Linked DNA regions of Drosophila melanogaster: region 1 is linked to region 2. A link is a contact called in public Hi-C data. All regions are on one chromosome and are shown on one strand. Each heading gives the region's core, a stretch centred on a gene start, on an enhancer-like site or on the middle of the called end of the contact. The rest is flanking DNA. Distances are from core to core; before and after follow the strand shown.

Region 1 (2,700 bases), core at 179-2,678, 50 kb before region 2:
CCCTGTCCCCTGTCGTTGGCAGTGACGCTATGCTCCGTCATTAAAATACAATTTTCTGTGTCAGGTTCAAGCTGTAAGCCCAAAAACATGGCACACGAAGGGGCAAGGTGCGTGGTCGGGGAGAAATGCAACACGGACAGCACACGATATTAGTGCATGTCTTTTGGGCTGCCTTTGTAGCTGCATTTGTTGGCCCGACACCCGACAGGATTGTGGATATAGTCATACGGCCCTATAGCCATCCCACTCTCCGGCACAACAACACCTTACTCCATCCGAAGGACTGCGACTGCACGGCCATTAAACATGAACCTCGTTACGGCGTTGTTGATGTTCTTGTTATAAGCGGTAACTTCAGGGTAGTCAGGCTATGGCCCAAACTTCATGGCTCGAAGTCTGGAAGTCATGATGGCACTTTGAAACTCACGAAGTCCAAGTTGCTTGGCTTACACGGAATTACCAGACACTAAACAAGACATACTTTAATAAAAAGAGACATATTAAATATTTCAATTCAATAGGATATTTAAATGCGTTTAGAAGGTAATATTGTGGTTTAAACAGCTATTTATGAATGTCTATTTTCCCAAAAGCATCGTAAGTTTATATAAACTTGGCTATTTATCATTTAGATTACTGAAACAGTTTTATATTTTACTTGTGACCTAAGGTGCACATTCTGTTATTTTAAAATATCCTAGTTTAATAAAGAGTAACACACCAGTCTAGTTAATTAAGCCTAATGTTTGTTCAGTTGTCGGGGTGCATCACACTTTGCAGGCCACACTTAATGACTTTTGCGCGTCGCTTGCACCTGGACAACACCTGAACGCATATTCGCCACGACCCCTGTTTGGACCAACCACTCCCCCTTATCATTACATGACCTTCAGTGCTGGATATTCCGCACATCCTGGTAGCAGCATACAAAACGGGAACGTGCCTGGTGTTTGGGCTGTGGTCAGCAGTAGAAAATGTCCTGCCATGTCCATCCAAGGACCCTGTGTACTCATATTCATGCCCATGTCCATGCCCAAATATCCCTAGACTTTTGGGTAGCAATTAATTTGAAGTTTAACACGTGTGCGTATGTCTTTGTAATTATTACATAATGGCAAAGACAATGTCACAGGCAGCATCTGCCAACCGAGTGGGTGGATTTTGGTCGCTCAGGTTGTGCAAGAAACTGAGCCGAATTTCAAGGACTCGCAAATGCTAACAGGTGATGACAAACACACACACACACACATCTCTGCTGACAGGGACATAAACAAAATAATAACAAAACGCAGTCAGCAGCTTGAAGAGCAAATCAGCCAGCTGCTCACCGAATAGAAAAGAGAAACCGCGCAGGCGCCCAGCGACTATTTCGAATTTCGAACTCCGGAGGATGGCTTAAAAGCATGTCCTTGCCGAGTGAGCAGCTCAGTCTAGTGCTAAATACATCGAGGCCAGGACACGCGACCCGAGAAAGCGTCGATTCAATCAAACAAAAACCAAGTGCCAAGTGCCGTGTGAAGAGGCCACAAACAACTAACTAACTAACTGCCTCCAGAAACTGTGCGATTCTAACCAAAGCCAAAAATAAATATAAAAAAGTTACCAGGTAGAGCAGATCGAGCTTGTTTTGAACTGTGTGGTTGGCGTGTGTTTTTGTATTGTGCGTGTTGCGTTGGTATTTGTGATGTTAGCCAACTTCCGGTAGAAAAAGGCGAAATGTCAACATATTTTTTGTATTTTCTAGCTAGCAGACAGCAAGGCGTCGAAATGGGAATTGGGATTGGAACATCCTCATAGCTAACACATTATTTATGATACTGACTGTATTCAGTGGGAGGTTGTTATTTTGAGAATATATATTTGTATGCCTTTATTTTTTAATATCAGATATATTCATATATCCATGCTTTAAGGAATAAAATTCGTATGAATGCGAACATAATAAATTTTTGAGATGAAAATTTAGCGTTCGTAAAACAGCTGATGAGCAGAATTATGTCTTAATGCATAGAATAGAATATTTTATATGAATATACTTCTAGCACTAAAGCTGTGGAATGAATGAATTCAGAAAGAGGTTTATTTTGTGTCCAGTTAAAACAGAGTAAACATTGTAAAGCATGGTTCTGGGATAGAGTGTGTTGTTTGAATATAAAAACTTTTAAGAACTTTGCCAGCATACCGGATAAAGAATTTCGCGTGTTCCACTCATTTCCGCCAGTTGCATGTATGTGTGTACGTGTCTTTGAGTGTGCACTATGCGTGTGTGTGTGTGTGTGTGTGTAAGAATCTGCTCATTTCCGCTCGCCTGCAAAAGCAGGTGAAAGCTAGCTCGTAAAGCTCACGGTAAAATATCCATTTGCAGTGCATCAGTGCCCGGGAAAAAGACTTAAAGCAAACAGCAGGCGAAGTGAATAAACCATAAACAAAACCCCCGAAAATAAACCGAAAGCAGGGAAAAAACGAAATTTAAACGTCTGTGCATATTAATCAGAACGAGAAACGTGAACAGGATCACGTCCTAGACAACTTATCACAGAGGATTTACGCAGACAGACAAACGCAGGACGCGAATGCGAGTGTAGAGCAAAAGGCAGCGCTAATCAACGACCAAACCAGACGACATCCTTACCGACTGGCCACGCCCACAACTCCCCCTCGAATAGGAGAAAAAAAAAACCACCAGAAGCCTGGGAGGAG
Region 2 (2,846 bases), core at 196-2,695:
TGGTGCAGCTGGTGGCTTGGACTTGGTCGCCGCCTGCTTCTTCTTTCGGGAGGCGCCACGACCTCGCTTCTTGTCTTGCACCACCACAGAGTCCTGGCAGAAGCGCTCCATCATTTTAATGAAAACGTTGGCCGTTTCCACCACATCGCGCAGAAAAACCCTGTGGAGTTGGAGTGCAGAGGTTAGTTAACAAAATGAATATATATTGTAATTAAATTCTTCATTATATGTGTGCACACGTAACCAAATTGAATTTTGTTGCATGTTGGCCCCGTATCTATATGAAAAATGCATGCCACATTGCTTCAATTCAATTAAATGTGACAAATACTTAATTTTTTCAACTGAATTTCATTGGGGTTGAATTCAATTTATAAATAAATATTTATATTCATGCCACACACGGAGTAATTAATAAATTTTGGGGGTTACCATAAGGTGGAAGACCAGGTGTTAAATGGTTTGGCACACTCATATTTTAGTTTTAATAGACTCTCAACACAGTTTGAACAGTTTTAGAAATTTGATAAATTTATATAAATAAATAATCCAGTAAATTTAAATTGATTGATAGATATCCTCTGCCCAACACAAATAAACGCATTCATTGCTCAAAAATATTTTGCTTTGATATGTATGCCTTAGAAATGAAATAAATTCATTGACAGTGTAGAATTTATACTTTTACGAGAATGTTCGTAGGAATAAATCAAAGTCCAACATCAATAACCTTTCGACCGTCCCAAAAATACTTATTGAATATCATCGACTACATTAAAAAGGGCCAACAGCTGCCCCGCCCAATGCCATTCGACCCATTCATCGGGCAGGACGAAAAGTTCCCCACCATGACTGACTAACTAAGCCAACTCGATTTTGGGCTGAGCGATGATGTGGCGTTGCCTTTTCTGTCGAAGCCGATGACGCCTCCAATTAGCAAATTACCCTCAAAATGTGAAAAGGCAGCCAACAAAATTGGAAAAAAAAAAAGGAAAACGCGGCAGAAGACAGCCGCCAAACTGCTAAAATCAGCTGTCCGCTTTGTTTTTAGGCAACCCGTACCCAAAAAATAAAAGCCAACGTCATTGTGCACGTCAATTTGTTAAAATGATTGATTGTCGTTTGAATAATGAAAATCGCGCGAGTCACCGAAAAGGACAATTCCAAACAGGAAGCGTATGCAAAGTAGGCGGGCCCTAATAGAGAGCAGGTTTGCTAGGCAGAATGACACAGCAATGCACGTCGATTGGTATTGAAAGGTATATTTTTGAATTTTATCGTATAAAAACGGATATACACTTTGAGATATTTTCAAGATTTACAATGAGATAAAGCTCCATCTGCTGATAGTCGAGGAACTGGACTATATAATTCTCTCTTGTTTTCCAGCGTGAAATGAATGCATATTAAAGTTCTTCAACGTTCACTCTAATTGCCAGATCCCAGGTCCATAAAATTGGCAACATTGCGTTGGCGATGAAAATGGTGAAGTGTTTCCAAAAAGGTCACAGTGTTGCCGCCGAAAAATTTATGCAAATTCATTGCGAATTTTAATGCCCCACGGGAGCCTCACTGCAGGAGCATCCAGCATCATCGACGTTTTCGAATGCGGTCAATGTGCCACAACGCAGCTGGCGAGCTGATCATGGGAGTCGGCAGACGGGAGTCGGCAGACGGGAGTCGGGAGCCGGCGACCGGGGAAATGAATTTGTAATGAAAGTGGTTATCCGGCATTCAGTGACCCGCCGGATTCCTGCAGGAATTGACGGCGTAAACGGATAGACATTAAGCGAAATTAAACAGGCAAATAATTCAAAAGCACGCGTAGTTCTGCGAGGTTCAATAAAAATCAAAAGCATGTTTTTGAGCGAAGTCAAAACTTCAATATTATTTTCATGGGCCAAACCGTAGGTTCCTTTCCCTAACAGTTAAAGATTTGGTTTCCTAGGTGATAGGTGCCAAAAATCTCATAGGCGTTTGACAATTTGAAGTCATTAGATAAGTTTGTATGTATGTTTGTTATGTTATTTTTAGCAAGGGATACTTGGCTTTTATTGACAACATATCCTTGTTATATAAACTTTATACATATATAAAAAACACTTATTGTAATAGGTAGAATATGATAGTAGAATATATATCATATACTAACTAAGCACCAATCAAATCCTATACTTTGGCCCTGACAATGCAACCCGAGTTGCTCTACCCAATTAGGGGTCCAATAAATTAAACGTCTATAATAGAACTAAACAAGCCAGGTTCAACAGCCGCATAAAGCAGCCGATGAATAGAAACCAGTTAGCAATCACCAGCCAATTCCAAGATATTTGGCCATTTGTATTGATCAAGAACTGTCAGCAGTGACCACAACTGACAGCAGGAGGAATCCAAGGGGGCACTGGCAATTGATGATAAAGGCGCTCAGTTGACTGCAAGGATTGGGATTGGGAATGGGATGGGGATGGGGATTGGGATTGGGATTGGGCAGGGAGTGTGGTGTCGTGTGGTGTGGTGCATGTGGATTTGAAATTTTAGTGGTGCTATGTGTTCGCCCATGTCCCCCTATTCCGTATTCCGTATCCAGATCGAAGCTTCTGTCCTGTTTGCGGGCAGTGTGTGGTGCTTATTTGATGATAACTGAAATGTGAAATGAATCAAGCGTAGCCACGATGACGGCCATGTTACCGCAAAGATGTCCGTGGTCCGTGGACGCATTAATAGCAGGCGAGATGCAAAAACTGCTGGTAGCTGGGAACTGTGATGTCAATTCAGCAAATCGAGTGGATCCATAGAATCCTTTTGATCAGTATAATTGTTTAATATAGAATGGTCCAATAGGATAC

What was found. A called contact is a pair of places that touch in the nucleus more often than the background predicts.
Region 1: a Hi-C map of the Kc167 cell line shows a contact between it and region 2, with 1.4 times the contacts expected there. The contact joins the promoter of lncRNA:CR45109 here to the promoter of lncRNA:CR46019 in region 2. A contact is called at or near these places in 34 of 107 Hi-C or Micro-C datasets (the D17-c3 cell line, the Kc167 cell line, the ML-DmBG3-c2 cell line and 13 more).

Annotation. Positions count from the first base shown.
Region 1 is chr3R:13,154,415-13,157,114 of dm6, reverse strand. lncRNA:CR45109 (long non-coding RNA:CR45109) reads left to right here and starts at 1,428. Exons shown (of 3, transcript NR_125154.1): 1 at 1,428-1,606; 2 at 2,366-2,700. All of the region lies in intron 11 of timeout, which reads right to left. 2mit (2mit,) reads left to right here and starts at 1,428. Exons shown (of 4, transcript NM_142001.4): 1 at 1,428-1,606; 2 at 2,366-2,700.
Region 2 is chr3R:13,104,090-13,106,935 of dm6, reverse strand. It overlaps lncRNA:CR46019 (long non-coding RNA:CR46019), which reads left to right and starts at 1,445. Exons shown (of 1, transcript NR_133390.1): 1 at 1,445-1,866. timeout reads right to left here. Exons shown (of 18, transcript NM_079617.3): 8 at 1-160.